2 separate regions of the Mus musculus genome follow, and region 2 is linked to region 1. Evidence: chromatin contacts called from public promoter capture Hi-C data. All regions are on one chromosome and are shown on one strand. Each heading gives the region's core, a stretch centred on a gene start, on an enhancer-like site or on the middle of the called end of the contact. The rest is flanking DNA. Distances are from core to core; before and after follow the strand shown. Region 1 overlaps Gramd1b (GRAM domain containing 1B). Region 2 has its middle 27 kb from the start of Gm35177.

The links. Promoter capture Hi-C pulls out the DNA fragments that hold promoters and counts their contacts.
Region 2: a promoter capture Hi-C map of the HPC-7 cell line shows a contact between it and region 1, with 2.3 times the contacts expected there. The contact joins two enhancer-like sites. A contact is called at or near these places in 9 of 39 promoter capture datasets (the 3T3-L1 cell line, 3T3-L1-derived adipocytes, the C10 cell line and 5 more), 3 of 484 Hi-C or Micro-C datasets (cerebellum, cerebral cortex and embryonic stem cells), 6 of 115 datasets of contacts at active chromatin or transcription factors (CD8 T cells, bone marrow-derived macrophages, embryonic forebrain and 2 more) and 3 of 9 other capture datasets (adipose tissue, liver and pancreatic islet).

The regions. Positions count from the first base shown.
Region 1 is chr9:40,419,814-40,427,680 of GRCm38.p6, forward strand. The region is part of intron 1 of Gramd1b (GRAM domain containing 1B); the gene reads right to left. The region is part of intron 1 of Gm51668 (a long non-coding RNA gene); the gene reads left to right. Among named protein-coding and RNA genes, the nearest start is that of Gm51668, 6.8 kb to the left of the region's middle. Within about 2 kb of position 3,873, at least 87 of the 459 cell types and tissues checked have an H3K27ac peak or open chromatin away from gene starts, as enhancers often do. A contact at or near this core is called in the HPC-7 cell line and bone marrow-derived macrophages, where this site is marked.
Region 2 is chr9:40,516,278-40,524,144 of GRCm38.p6, forward strand. It overlaps a transcript of Gramd1b not described here. Among named protein-coding and RNA genes, the nearest start is that of Gm35177, 27 kb to the right of the region's middle. Within about 2 kb of position 5,019, at least 11 of the 459 cell types and tissues checked have an H3K27ac peak or open chromatin away from gene starts, as enhancers often do. A contact at or near this core is called in the HPC-7 cell line and bone marrow-derived macrophages, where this site is marked.

The sequences.
Region 1 (7,867 bases), core at 2,623-5,122:
CTGATGCCCTCTTCTGGTGTGTCTGAAGACAGCTACAGTATAGTCATAAACGTAAATAAATAATTCCTTTTTTAAAAAATTAAAAAAATAAAATGGGTGCTTTAACATGCACTCACATGGTGCTCACAACCATCTGTAACTCCAGTTTCAGGAAACCTGATACACTTTTCTGGCTTCTGCTGGCATGAGGCATCCAGGTGGTGCTGAGGTATATGCGCAGACAAAACACCCATATACATTAATAAATAAATAAATCTTAAAGAGAGAAACCCTGCCCCAAGAACCAAATAAATAAATGAGTGAATATAATTTAAATATTAAAAGCAACTAGAAAATCCATTGCAGTCCATCTGGGTAGGGGGTGACCTTCACCTGTTTATGACAGATAATACAGAGAACACCCAAAGATGGCAGAGCAGATAGCTGAGTTGACAGTAGCCACCAGTCACATATTGTGTGACTTTCACTGAATGAGAAATGCAGTCCTTAGCTGCCCTTTAGGTATTCACTATCCATAAGAAGTGGCTTCTGTATTGGGCAGCCAGAAGGTTTGCATTTTCTCAGAGAGTATTACTGGGCAGCACTAGTGTAAGAAGTTTCCAGCTCAACCAAGGATTGACATTCTCGCTCTGCCGCTTGTGTTCTGAGCAACTCAGAGAAGCAAGCTAAGTCCTCTCTCGATTCCCATGGCCTGCCTGTTCAGACCAAAGTGAAAAGGCTCCTTACAAAGACTGTAGGACCTGATAATGTATACACATTAACAAAAGGATTGCTAATCAGTAAACGAACACCCAATGAATGGCCACAACCCTTGTATCTATTATCGTATCTTACAGGGTTCTCTTAACCTGGAACAGGACTCTGTGGTGGGCAGGTCCATCGCTGACCTCAGGGTCTCTCCTCCTTTCTTTGTATTTCACTATGAGATCAAGGCTGGCGGACTCCACTTCCCTCTGTCTCCCAGATCCCCATGGTCTACTCGTCACTCACCCAGCTGCTCAGACCTGTCTCGCAGCACTCTACACCCAGATTACTTTAATGGGCTCTCAACTGCTTTTCCTGTTGCCAGTCTGGGCCCCTTTCCAGCCTACCCTCCACAAAGACAGTGATATCCCGGACAAGGGTGATTCCATTGCCGCAGGCCATTCCCTGGCTGAAAATCCTGGGACTAGCCCAGGGACAGAGTTCAGTGGTTAGAGAGCTTTGCCTAATGTGCACATGCTTGGACACTCACACGCACACTCACACGCGCACACACACTTGGGGCTTCACATAATTTTGGAGCAAAGGTCACACTCTTATCTTAACAATAACAACTCCGAGCTTGACTGCTGTGTCACTCTGCAGCGACCTCATCTCCTTACCTGTAGCTCCACTCCACCCATGCTTCGTGTCCCCGCCTTTGAGTTTACTCCTCTGACCTGTACCAAACTCACTCTATTTCTTCCTTTTGCTCAGTATACCCAGTGATCCCTGTCCCGGGGCAACGCTGGCCTAAGGATTGAGCCCCAGGTTCTAGTGTTTGGCTGCTTCTATCTTAACTCTGTGGAGGACCACTTAGTACACTCAATTTCAATCCTTAGAAGATATTCCACAGGAGTTACAGAGACAAAGTTTGGAGCTGAGACGAAAGGATGGACCATCTAGAGACTGCCACACCTGGGAATCCATCCCATAATCAGCCTCCAAATGCTGACACCATTGCATACGCCAGCAAGATTTTGCTGAAAGGACCCTGATATAGCTATCTCCTGTGAGGCTCTGCCGGTGCCTGGCAAACACAGAAGTGGATGCTCACAGTCTGCTATTGGCTGGAACGCAGGGCCCCCAATATAAGAGCAAGAGAAAGTACCCAAGAGCTGAAGGGGTCTGCAATCCTATAGGTGGACCAACAATATGAACAAATCAGTACCCCCAGAGCTCGTGTCTCTAGCTGCATATGTTATAGAAGACCATCACTGGAAAGAGAGGCCCATTGGACTTGCAAACTTTATATGCCTCAGTACAGGGGAACACCAGGGCCAAGAAGTGGGAGTGGGTGGGTAGGGGAGTTGGGGCGGAGGGTATAGGGGACTTTTGGGATAGCATTTGAAATGTAAATGAAGAAAATACTTAATTTAAAAAAAGGGAAAAAAAGATATTCCATATTACAAAATAGCATCCACATTATTGGAGTGTTACAGGAGTTCAACTAAAACTCCCAAGACAGGCTGGCACTGAGTAGACACACTATGTATGTAGATATTATGTCTTCCATTATTCATCCAAATTAAAATCTTCAGGAAAGAAGTCTTCCGGATGGCTATCGCCTACATTCTAGTATGTGTCATCCTGAAATGGCCTTTTTCGAGGTTGGCATGCTTAGATGGATTCTAATAAATAATTTGCTTCACAGACAAACATGGTGTCACACGTCTGTAATCCCAGCACTTGGGAAGCAGGGGCAGGAAGAACTCTAGTTTGAGGGTAGCCAGGGCTACACAACAAAACTGTGTCTCAAAAAATATACATGATAATCACTTCACTTCACTGTATCTTCTACTATAACTAATAATCATTTGAAAGTGAAAGGCCCATTTTAATTGTCATTTCTTTCCATTTTAAGTGCCTAACACTGCCGGGTGGTGAAAGGGCACGCTTATCCCACCAGCCCGTTCAGAAAGACTCCTTTTTTTGAGTGCTTTCAAATCAACATAGGTTGGGTACTTGCCTCCTTGTCCCTCCACGTTTTCCTGATACCAGGGTTGAAAGGATCCCACTCAACATTCCAGGGCACAGAAGGGGCCATCTGCGACTGTTGCTTCAAGAACAGAAGCACCAATGCTGAGATCTGGTGGTGCCAATCAGAATGAGACGGAAACAAAGAGGCCATCACAACAACCACCCGCTGCCTCCTACTGCCAACCCTCCGCTGTCCTACACACATGCCAAAGGCATGACCTAGAGCTCCATCATGAAAGGGCAGGAGCTGTGCTTCGTACTTAGCAGGACGTTCATCAGAGGGTGGCAGGGAGGACTGAGGCTCTTCAAGTACACACCAGGAGCAAAACTTGGCAGTAGGCTGAGCCTGCCCACTGTTTGCTCTTCCTATCGAATGGTATGAGTTTCAGATCTCCATGCCAATCACAATACATGCTACTCCAAACACAGAGAATTGGACTATGGCTGAGGAAAGAAGAAATATTCTATTCAATGCCTTGTGCTGTGTTGTTATTATTATTATTTTACAAAGATCAAAGAACTCTTCAGCCACAATAAAATTCTAGACCTCTAGCCGGGCGTGGTGGCCCACACCTTTAATCCCAGCACTTGGGAAGCAGAGGCAGGTGGATTTCTGAGTTTGAGGCCAGCCTGGTCTACAGAGTGAGTTTCAGGACAGCCAGGACTACACAGAGAAACCCTGTTGCAAAAAAAACAAACAAAACAAACAAACAACAAAAAGAATTCTAGACCTCTGATCCCACCAATTAAAAGAATTATACTCACCCCATTGCATTCCTGGGATGGGTTCTGAGAAAGGGGCAAGAGAGTTTGTCTCAGCTCCAATTCCCTTCCGTTGTTCTTAGCTGAAGCAGCACACGGCTTTCCCCCTAGTTTCTACCATCATAGGAGCAGCTTTGGCCTCAGCCACTACTTGGCTTCACAGTGAATCTTAGGCACTCTTGAAAGACTAAATGCAAATTAACCAGGTCACTCAGAAGTGAATCTTTCACTCAGGAAGTAATGCGGTCAACCAAGTCCCTTCTCAGAACCTGGAGTCTTCGAGGATTGGTCAAGACTCTGGACAGCAGGCCTCATAAACCTTGCCCCCACAAGTATCTCTCTACTTCCTGCTGTTAACATCCTGTGCGCCCTCCTGTAGAAAAGCCCTTGCTCATCTCAGCTAGTACGCTCACACAGGAAAGGCTCAAAATGAAAGCAAGTAGAAGCCACAATACGCCACCTCACAACCTTCATTTGAGACAAACACACTGATCCTGAGGTTCCCTAATCTGAAAGAGGAGGTCAAGTTGCTTTTCCATCTGTTTTCTCTCACGGGAGTAGAAGACAACATACAAGCACCGTTTGTCTGCTCCAAACAACACCCTAGCTTCTTGCCAACAAAAATCCTTAAACTGTTTCCACAGCTGCCATGTTTGAAAGACACACACATTACTTGGTTCTAATTAATGTACATACATGTTGTGTTTCTAGTCAATGACACCTAACTACCATGCAGAACTTGAAAACAACATCAATTAACCCTTCCCAACCACCACAGATTGAGAAAATTCAAAGAAATGCAAGATGGGTTGTCTTGTATTGTGGTTTACATATGAAATGTTTCCTGAGGCCCATGTTTTGAACACTTCCTTCCTGGCCATTGTTACTTTTTGGAAAAGTGGATAAGAAACTCGACAGAGGAAGTAGGCTAATACAGGCAGGTATGGGGAGGCTATATGTTCCTGATCACTTCCTGTTGCCTTTTCTGGCTGTATCAATTGGAGACTGTTTGAAAAATCATTTCCTAACTCCTTACTCATGCTGGCTTCTGACCCACCGGGTCCCAAGTATGACCTGAATGGCATATGTTATCGCTTCTTTGGTTTGGTTTTGATTGTTTGGTTTTTGAAGAGGCAAAACTCCGGTTTGCAAATGACTGAGCCCCACTCTATTAAGATAGACTTTTGTCTCTTTTACTCCACTAATAAATGTTCGCAAACCAGACGAGATTCACTGATTTGGATCATTTGCTAATTTCTGTGGTGTAAACACTTTCACCATGGCTGGTTTCTCATGTCACTGAAATTAGCATTGGGAAATGACAAATATAATGAGCTCTCACCAGCTGACATCACTCCACCACAGAACACAAATATGCTCTGAGTGCTTCCTATGACCTTCTAAAGCAGCTTTTCAAAACAAACAAACAAACAAACAAACAAACAGGCCGGGTAGGCATAGTGGCACATTAAAGAATTCTAACAGGCAGAGTCAAGTGGCTCTCTGTGAGTTCAAGGCCAGCCTGGTCTACATAATGAGTTCCAGGACAGCCAGAGCTACATAATGAAACCTTGTTTCCAAAACAAAGCAAAACAACAAACAAACAATGAATAAATAAAGCAAGCAACTCTAGGCATGTCTCTTTCCAGGCTCATATCATCTTTTAAATTATATTTGTATTTATTTGGTGTATGTCACAAAATACTTTTGTGTGGCAGACAAGTGGAGGTCAGAGGGATGACTGGCACTTGAGTGAGTCAGTCTTAGGGCCATGTGAGTCCCAAGGATAGAACTCAGGTCACCAGGCATGGCAGCAAGTGTCTGAGCCATCTCAGCAGCTCCAGGGAGGCTGTATGTGATTAATGCACACTATTTTCATATGTGGAAATATTAATTTGTAGAAGCATATTGTTATATTTTAAAACAATGTATAATGTCTTGCTTTGCTTTTCTTTTTTTGGGGGAGGGCAGATTTATTTAATTTTTTAATTCTATGTATGCTGGCGAGAACTGTTCATGTAAAGTGCAGGCGCCCTTGAAGGCCAGAGGCACTGAATTACCCTGGAGCTGGAGTTACAGGCAGTTAGGAGTCACCTGATGAAAGTGCTAGGAACAGAACTCAGGTCCTCTCCAAGAGGAATAGTTGTGCTTAAGCGCTAACCAATCTCTCCAGCTCAAGCCTTACTACCTTGGTGTTTTGTTTTGTTTTGTTTTGTTTTGTTTTGTTTTGTTTTGTTTTGTTTTGTTTTGTTTTGTTTTGTTTTGTTTTGTTTTAAGACACAATACCTTAAAGGTTCCGTGCAGCCAATGATAGCCTTACACTTTGACCCTACTGCCTCAGTCTCCCAAGTGTTAGTGTTACAAGCATGTGCTAGCAAGCTTGGCCCCATGTTAATTTTTACAAAGTAATGAAATATATACATTGATCTCTATTTTCAAGAAGAAAAAGACTTCAGGAGGATATGTGATGTGTCTAAGATAAAACAGTTGGTTAGCTAGAAAATAAAGGCTTTTGCCTCTGAATTCTCTGCTCTTTCCCTTTGAGCCGGGACAGTATAGGACCCCAGTGTTCACCTGGAACTTCACAAAGTAGGTCTTAGAACTGATTGGCCTTGGAACAGGTTTGATCTCAGGTTAAGGACAGGGGACTCTGAAGGACCTGGACATTCATTGTGCTGTGTTGACTGAGGCAGCAGAAGCCTTGACGCACGTCACAAGAACCTTCAATGACTACAGTGAGACAGTTTTTCAGGTGACATAGACACTGAGGTCACTTGATCACGTGTTAAAAAAAAAACACCCCAAAACCAAAAACCAAAAACTTACACTTAAGAACAGGTGTATCTCAACAGCCAGCTTGGGGGGGGGGGGTAGAAAAACAAAACCTACAGCCAAACCGAATAGGGAAGAACAATGAATTGGGACAGAGTAGGACTTGCTCCAGGTCTGAGGCTTCTGTGATTTCTAGGAGGCCACTGAAGGCTTGGCCTGGAGCACAAAAGGGGTCTGGAGACCGCAGAGGCCACTACCATTCTAGTGAGGCATGAGGGCAAGACTCACAAGAGGCAGGCCAGCTGCAGAATTCTGTGTCCTGCTGGCTGGCTGGACTCTTCACTTAAACAAGCATAGAAAACAATCCGAGTCCCCTGCCAACTTCATTCCCCCGCCAGCAACCCTCAGGAGCTTGACTTAGAAGCCAGCCTGGAGTCGACTGGCACCTGACTCTCCCAGAGCAACACTGACCTACTGCAGGAGCATTTCAGCAGAAGCTGGAGCCCTCCGCTTCCCTCTCAGATGACCCAAGACCACACTCTATTCACAATGCCTGTTCTCACCTTTGCGTTCAGACTTTCCAATATTAACTTTGTTACCCACTGCAGATGTCCCTCTGGCTTAACCTCTGGAAAAGGTTTAAAATATGGGGCTAGGGAGATGATTCAGTCAGTTAAGTCCCTGCAGGGCAAGTGTGAGCTCAGGTCTCCAGCACCCGCATAAAAGCTGTGCGATCTCTGGACGGAGGAGGCAGAGTTCCCTAGGGCTTGGCTTGCTGGCTGGCCAGTCAAGCCATGCCAATAAATTTCAGGTTCAATGACAGACTCTATCTGAAGACAAAAAAAAAAAAGATGAAGTATCATGGAGAAAGATCATTGACATTAGCCATGTCCTCTACATAGACACACATGGGCACCAGCATTTGCACACAGGAGCACATACATATACATACAATACACACTAAGGCTAAATATATAGGAATCATGAAAGGTCACAAGGTCTGAGAGACTTAAAAAAAGCTTTGAACTCTGCCATAAATATTCATGGACAGAGGAATCCAAAAGAGGCCCTACAAAGAAGGACTGGTTCTTGGGACCTAGTAGAGGACAAGGAAGTAAAAAGGGGGTGACACATAAAACTTGTCACAGACAATTTGTCACAGGGACCACTGGCCTGCAATCATTTCTAAATTCCAGAAAGAAACCCCTCAGGTCCCTGCTTCTCCATCTCTGATCCACTCTGCCCTACTTCATTTACCCTTAGCACCAGATTAAAACTGGTTTATGAGAAAACTGTTGCTGGGCGTGGTGGCTCACACCTTTAGTCCCAGCACTTGGGAGGCAGAGGCAGGCAGATTTCTGAGTTCGAGGCCAGCCTGGTCTACAGAGTGAGTTCCAGGACAGCCAGGATTATACAGAGAAACTCTGTCTCGAAAAACCAAAAGAGAGAGAGAGAGAGGGAGGGAGGGAGAGAGAGAGAGAGAGAGAGAGAGAGAGAGAGAGAGAGAGAGAGAGAGAGAACTGTTACCTTGTTTTCCAGTCGAATGGAATATAACCAGTCCTAACCAAGAACTCTGCTAACTGACATGGCCCTCAGGGCCCGGAAGGAAGTA
Region 2 (7,867 bases), core at 3,769-6,268, 98 kb after region 1:
GGTACATGGTTGGCTAGTCGGGGAAATGCTCTGTCCAGTGTGAAGTCCAGAAAAACTTGGGGATGGAGAGCATGGTAATTAACTGACTTGGAGAGTTTCCAGAGAAGGTCTTCAATCCACTTTAGAAGTTTCAGAGTACTTTACAGTCTACAAGACTAAGCTCCATCAGGCAGTGGTTGTGCATGCCTTTAGTTCTAGCACCTGGGAGGCAGAGGCAGGCGGATTTCTGCGTTCTAGGGCAGCCTGGTCTACAGAGTGAGTGTCAGGGCAGCCAGGGCTACACAGAGAAACCCTGTCTTAAAAACAAAACAAAACAAAACAAAACAAAAAACCAAAAAAACAAAAAACAAAAAAACAACCAACAACAACAAAAAGACTTAAGTTCCATATTATGTATGAATTTGGTCATTGATGGGGCTCACCATCATCTTTCTGTCTTTCTCTGGGGAACACCTCCACAAAGAGGCACTGGGCAGAACTCTGTTGAACAAACAGAGGCCATCACACAGATGCTTCCTACCAGATAGCTCAGTGTCTACCCCACTCCAGCCACTCTGAACCATTCAACACCAAGCGCCTCATGCTTTCTCACCTTCGGGCATGTTCTTCTCAGCACCTCCTCTGTATGAAATGCTTTCCCAATTTATTTTCAATCCGTGTAAGTCTTGCTCAGTCTTCAAGGCCCATTGTCAATCTTACCTTCTTCCATGACTCCCTCTTTATGAATGTAATATATTTCACACATTGAGCATTTGTATCATTAATTACTGGGTTGTTGTTTTGTTTTGTTTTCTGAGAAGTCTTACTATATATTCTGTCACCACTTTGAAAGTATTTTAACTACAGGCATGTACATTATAGCTGGCTTCTTAGTCAAGTTTTTAAATTTTATATCTAATATGTAAATATGTAAACATATATATGTATATATACTCTGCGTGTGTGTGCTTGTTTGTGAGGGTGAAGACATGTATGTATCACAGTTTACTTGTGTAAATCAGACCACAATTTGCAGGAGTTGGTTCTCTCCTTCTGATATATATGTTCTGAGAATAGAATCCATGTCATCTGTTTTGGTGGGAAGGACCTTTACCTACTGAGCTATCTTTCTAGCTCCTTTTAGTTGCTTTAAATGGCTTCTTGCATGGCAATTTTCAAGTTGTTTGAAAACTTATGCTACTTTTTACCTTCACCCCATAAATTTAGTATCATATCTTAGAAAGAAGAGCTGTCTGGTAATTTCTGATTGTTTTGTTTCATGTGACACAACCCTGTTGGAAACTCAGATCCTGCAATGAGACCCTAATTTGAACCTCAATGGTATGTGCTACCTCTGTGACCTGAAGACATCTTTTAGCTTCCCAAATCTTGAGAAGTTGGGAAATTGATGGTACTGACTCATTTCCGTGACGGCGATTAAGTGAGACCATGAACATTCTATGGTTACCTAGGTCTTTAGCCCAGGATAAACTTTCCAATAAAATACTGTTGTTGACATCAGGGATCACGATGAATGTGATTCTTCAGACACAGATTAGACCTCAGTCAATGCCAAGGTCAAATGAATATTTCGCTGAAACCCTTTGATTACTTTGTTCCATGTGACACTAGGGAAGACAAATGCTAGTGACGGCAACTCAGCAACAGAGCTTTAAATGATGTTTTAACTTAGCTCATTCCAAAGATGACTTCCCCTCCATCCATCATCTCATCACCCAAGCACTCAGTCAGAGTGCGAGTCCATTAGCCCTACACTGGGATGATCTAGAAATAAAAGCAGAGAGCTGCGGTGTATTGCTTTGCAATGATTTAACCAAGCACAAACAAGCACATTTGGAGGCTTTTATCAAAATAAAACTGGAAGGCTGTGAGGCTCACAGGTCAGTGATCGAGAGGATGTCAAGCTGTTTTTAACTTGCTCTTCCTGCATTAGAGGCGTGCAGTAATCTGTTCTCGGGCTTTTAATTCAAAGATAGTAAATCTGTGGCTGGAAATTTCTGGACCTTAATGACATTCATGTCTGAGAGAAGACACCTTGAAACTCCGGACTGTGATTTCAGTTGGAGCCTGAACAGAGACAAAGGCTCATTCTAAGGGAGGAAGGGTTTATACGTGGGAGAGTAATGACTATTGTGAGTGCCATTTTCTGTTCCCAAGGCTCCGCAGCAAAATCACCTGTCTTGGAGAGTGAGACTAGGCTTGTTTGTGAGAGAGGAGGAGTGGACAGACAAAGCACCATATTATTCAATGAGTTACCTAAGAACAGACAGAAACACTAACACAGATAACAGAGGAACAATCCAGACTACAAACACATCATCTTTAACATTTTGGAAGCAGTTCATAGGATTTGAACAGACCAGGAAATTAGTGGAAGCAGATATCAATGCTACATTGACGTTCCCAGCATGCCACCTTCTCGTCATCACTAGCATGTCTGAGTACCTATGCAGTAAAGCTATTACCATGGATGTCTACACGGCTGTTAACTCACAGTTTGTCCATATGGAACTCCCCCTGGGGAAGGAAATATCAGAGAACAAAATAATCTGCCACTACAGAATCAAAATGCCCAGAATGACTGAGCTATCTCTAAACGAATCTTCCAAGAACTTCCAAGTGTTGGCAAAAGGGGACGATCTGAGTTCTTCAAGTATTCCATAATATTTTTTGTCATGTTTTAAGGAGAAAAAAATGAAAGTCTTCCAGGAATTTTATTTTCCTTTTCATTTAGATGTATTTATTTGATTTGGATGACTGTGTTGCCTGCATTATGTAAGTTCGTCACATATGGGCCTGCTACCTGCAGGGATCAGAAGGTGCTGGATCCCTTGGAGTTTAAATTACAGATAGTTGTGAGTCCCTGTGTACATGAAGGGAAAATGAACCCAGGTCTTCTGCAAGAGCAGCAAGTGCTCTCAACCACCAAGCCATCTCTCCAACTTAGGATATATTTTTCTTATGAGCCTCTTACCTGGTTCCCAACCATGAGAACCTGTCCATCATCAAGTTATCTTCTCGCACCTATATGTGTAATAGAAGCACTTTGGGGATTCCTCTTATGTGTACTTTAGGCTTTCCTAGTATTCCTGTAGGGTGACACCCCCCCCAAGTCCCAGTACTAGAGACATTTGCTTAGTGTCTGTTTCTGTAACAAACAGAATGTACACCACCACCATGACCAACAAGATTCCAACAATGACTTTGCAGACTGTCTGCCTCTTCTGAAAGAGGAAGGCGAAGCTAAACCACATTTATTCAGATGCCCACGCTGGAGTAGTGAGACAGCCCTTAGCAAGTCAGAAACCTGAGAAATAAGTGACTTCTGGTCATGACAAACCATGTCTGTGCCATGCAAGGACTATCTACACCCCCAAACAGTCTGTCTAGAAGACCAGTCAGATGCTATAAACAGCTCTACACGGGCTCTACAGTTATGACTGTTAGAAGAGGCCACTGACCTTTAGAAAGGGTTAGTATCAACTATTGATAATAAATTTCTGTTGTTACAAATAATCCCAAGATGATCTGGGCATGTAGCTCAGTGATAGAGCACTCGCTTAGCATGTGCGAGGCCTTGGACTTGACTGCCACGCCCCACCCCAAATCAAAAGACTAACTTTAAAGTAATTACTTTATCTATGGGGCATGTGTGCATGCACACATACATGTGTGTGTAAATGCCTATGAAGGCCAAGATTGATCTAGAGGGCCTTTCTCTATTACTCCCCAACTTACTTTTGAGGCAGAATCTCTCACTGAAATGGAAACTCACTGAGATGGCTAGAATGACTGAACAGTAAGCTCTGGTGATCCACCTGCTCTGCCCTGCTAGCACTGAGGTGACAGAGGGTTGCTGCCATGCCCAACATCGTACAGAGGTGCTAGGGATCCAAACACGTGCCCATCGAACCATCTTCCCAGCTCCTCAAAACACTAATTTTTAATCTATTATTAGTATTACAAGCATTTGAAATGAATCATGTTAAAAAAACAAAGTCCATTTGCTCAAATTGCTCTCCCTTAAGCACACAGTCACCGGATAATGAGCGGAGGAGAAGGAAGATTCAGATTCCAGGGGTACAGGATGTAAAGTCATAGCATAATCTGCCCACTGGGCAAACTGGGGACAAGAATATTGTGATAACCAGCAACTGCCACCTACATGGCAGCACTATTCCGAACCACCTCAAATTACCCTTCTCCAGCATCTGGAGGGTGAAGAAGAGAGCTGGGAACACTAGATGCTACGTCGGGAGATGGGAGAGGAGCCTGTCCCACGCCTATCACCAGCAGACTTATGAACTTCATTAAGTGGCTCTTCCGTGAGCCTCATTTTCCTCCCATGCAAAAGGTCACATGAAGTGATTCAAGGATCCTAACTAGCCAGGAGTACACAAAGAGAACCCCACAGCGGCATACTGAGATCTTAACTTTTAGCATTTACTCTCCAGAATTTACCATCAAAACAGGTCCTGGCTCTTAGGAAAGACACACTCTATCGGATTGTTTTCTGTGTAATTGTGTTTGACGTGAAAATTGAAGGCCTGGGTAATTACATTTCGTCTTCTCCTTTGATAGCAGGGAGGGAAATCAGAACCACCTGTACAAAAGGGTGACAGACTGACACAGAAGGGGCATCCTGAAACCTTGCTTGGTGCTCTGTGAACAAATAAACAGGCCAACAAAACACAGCTGACTTTTGTCCTCCCCTGCTGATTTTATAAAGCTCATTTTGAATGCTGTCAACTGTTCACAGATACCTAGAGACCTGTTTCCTTTTGCTGTTGCCTTGTGGGATAGACCTGCATCTGCACCAAGGTGTGGGATAGACCTGCATCTGCACCAAGCTGCAGAAGGTTATAAATACTAAGACACGCTGGTGGTTTGAGACCCAGTAAGGACGGACAAACCACAGAGAACTGTACTAGATGGGTCTGACAGGCAATTCTCCTGCCCGCTGCTGCTGTTTCCCAAGTGACAGGAAAAGGTTTTGTCTGGCTCAGCAGGTCTGTCATATGCCTGGCTTCTGGATGTCAAAGCTTGCGGAAAGCACATGACTACGGGGTGGTGAATCAACACTACAGAGTATGCAAGGCAAAAATGGAAGCCATTATATTGTTTGGCTAAAGAGGAAGTATGGGGAATGGCCTAGAACATTTACTTCGTGAACCTGAAATTTCATGAAATGAGAGCCAGGAACTGTGATCTCTGGACAAATGTATTCTAAAGCAGCCTGACATGAAATTAAAATAGTGCAGTCCATTGAAGAAAGAACCCTGTTGACTAGCTAGGCCTTCCAAAGTCTAAGGTGGAGGAAAGGTTGCAACATTTCAGAAACTCTTCAAAATAACTCCTGATTGGACTCTACAGGACTGAGTCATGGCAGAGAGCTTCCAGCTGCTGCCGGTGTGTGCTATGTAGGGTTTTCCTTACTCCTGCCCATGTGAGTGCTATGTAGGGTTGTCCTTACTCTTGCTGGTGTGAGTGCTATGTCGGGTTGTCCCTACTCCTGACCATGAATGCTATATAGGGTTGTTCTTAATCTACATCGACTTATGGTTTTGACTCTTCAGAGCCTTTCCATTCTTCTGGAATCCTCCACTCCCTTCCCACTTTTCCTCTTGGAAGGTTGCAACCCTTTATCACAGAAGGGAGAGAAGTTCTCTCCTGGTGGTCCTCCACACACTCCTAAAAGTAGGACTCACTCTTGAAAATGTTCCCCTTTTTCATAAAAAAGGTAATTATTTCTTATAACTTTTTCAATAAAAATTAAGTCAAAAATACAAAATGCTTACTATACATCTACACAGGCCATAAATCCTGGCTGTCCTTCATTATTCTTCTACACAGTGCTTCTGATTTCTGATTTCACTCTGTTCAGTAGCTCTGTAGAGTTTGCATAGCGCTTCTCTCTCTCTCTCTCTCTCTCTGTCTCTGTGTCTCTCTCTCTCTCTCTCTCTCTCTCTCTCTCTCTCTCTCTCTCTCTCTCTCTCTCTCTCTCTCATCTCACTACATAGAGCAGCCTCATTCTTACAGAGATCCGCCCACCTCTGCCTCCCGAGTGCTGGGATTTGAAGTATGTGCTCCCACGCCTGGCCACGATTCTCTCTGTTGAAACATTTTCATTCTCTAGTCTCGTCAGCTGTCATTACATCTCTCCCTCTTTCAGATGCTAACCGACTCCATTCTCTACCTGAACTCTTCCTAAGCCCTGAGCAGCCCTGCTTGCCTTCCTTTCCTTCCACCTTTATTGGAACTCTTTTAGCAAGTTTACAAATGACCCACTTTATCCTTAGCCTGCCCAAACTCTTTTGTAGTCAGTTTACTTTCCAACCCCACATCGTTCCTGAGCCTCCTGTCCCGAGTCATGGCCACTGGTCCAGCAAAGATCGTGAGATGAGCATTTGTGCATGCTATGATTCCCCACTAGCCTCTCTCAGCTTCCACTGCCCATCCAATATCAAACTTTGATGACTTTTTTCTAAACTTCCTCTCATCTCTGGATGGCATGTTCCACCCTTCTTTATCACAGGAAGTCTCACCTGGATACCCCAGCATTCATGTCTATGGCTCCTGACCCTAACTTTGAGCCTCCTCCTGTTGGGACTTAACACCCACAAGGCCATACATGTTATCTTTCTTTCAGACAAGAAATCTTGATTTAGTCTCTCACTAAAAATAATCTTCAGCCTCCATGTAATGCAGGTTGTACACTTGGGCCTTCTAAGCTCCACTGCAGACTGGCTGCCCCACCCCCATTACAGCAAACCTGGCTCACAGCCCACAAACACATAAACTACTTCGCCATCCCCTTTGTTTGTGCACACTGTCCCCTCTGGCTGAAGGATGCCTTCATTCCATCTGCAGCTCACCTGCTCACCCATTAAAAGCCAGCTCAAATATTACTCTGAAAAGGCCTTCCTAGCTTCCCACAGGCTATTCTGCTCACTGCTGGGTTCAGTGTCCCCATGACCCCGGAGACTCCCTTCCATGGAGTCATTACTATGGTAGCTTTCCCTCTCATACACTGCCTTCCTTTACTAGACCACGAGCTCTCTGAAGGAAAACATCAAACATTCTTCAGTTCTGTATCTTCATTACCCACCTTGTTTCTTGACTAATAAATTCCTGCCAGAGGTATATTAATGGAAGATGTGGTTTTAAAACTGTGACAGAAATAAGCAAGAACAGAATGGAACTAGGGAAAGGACACATTCTGTCCTAGCCATAATTCCTAGAGCTAGATGCTCAAGTAGATAAGAGGAGGAAACAAGGTCGCTTCCCAGGGACTCATAAAAGCCTCCATTCTAATCCTTTAACAGATTACTTGCCATCGCTAGAAGAGGAAGAAAACCCTTAGAAAGTGTAAAAATCTGTTTTCCTCTGTCTCTCATTTCACACTGTTCCAGTGCCACTCTTTCATCCTCTGCCAGGACCAGGGGGACCAGGTTTGATCCCACTGTCACCATTTTACTACAGATATTCAAAGTAGCCCGAAGCTTGGTGCCTAAATTAAATTTGAGTGTTGCTAAGCAATATCAGGCTTCACAAACAAGAGTCGAAGCTAGCTTTGGCATGCCGTGCTCACATCTTTGGCATACAGGTGTCTTGAAAAGTATCATATTTAGGAAGAAGGAATGGGAATAGAGAAACTTATTTTAACCCCATTTCTCATCATAGCTAGGCATACATTTGAGGAGACCAGCCCTGATGATTCTGTTATGCTGTTTCTGATCTTTGACAAGTCAAAATATATTGTTCAGCGTGTGTTAGTCTATCTGCTAGATAAAGCCACCAGCATAGCCTTATTCACCTGGGTTTGTACTCTGCTTAGACAAATAGCAGGAAGCTCATACATGCAAAA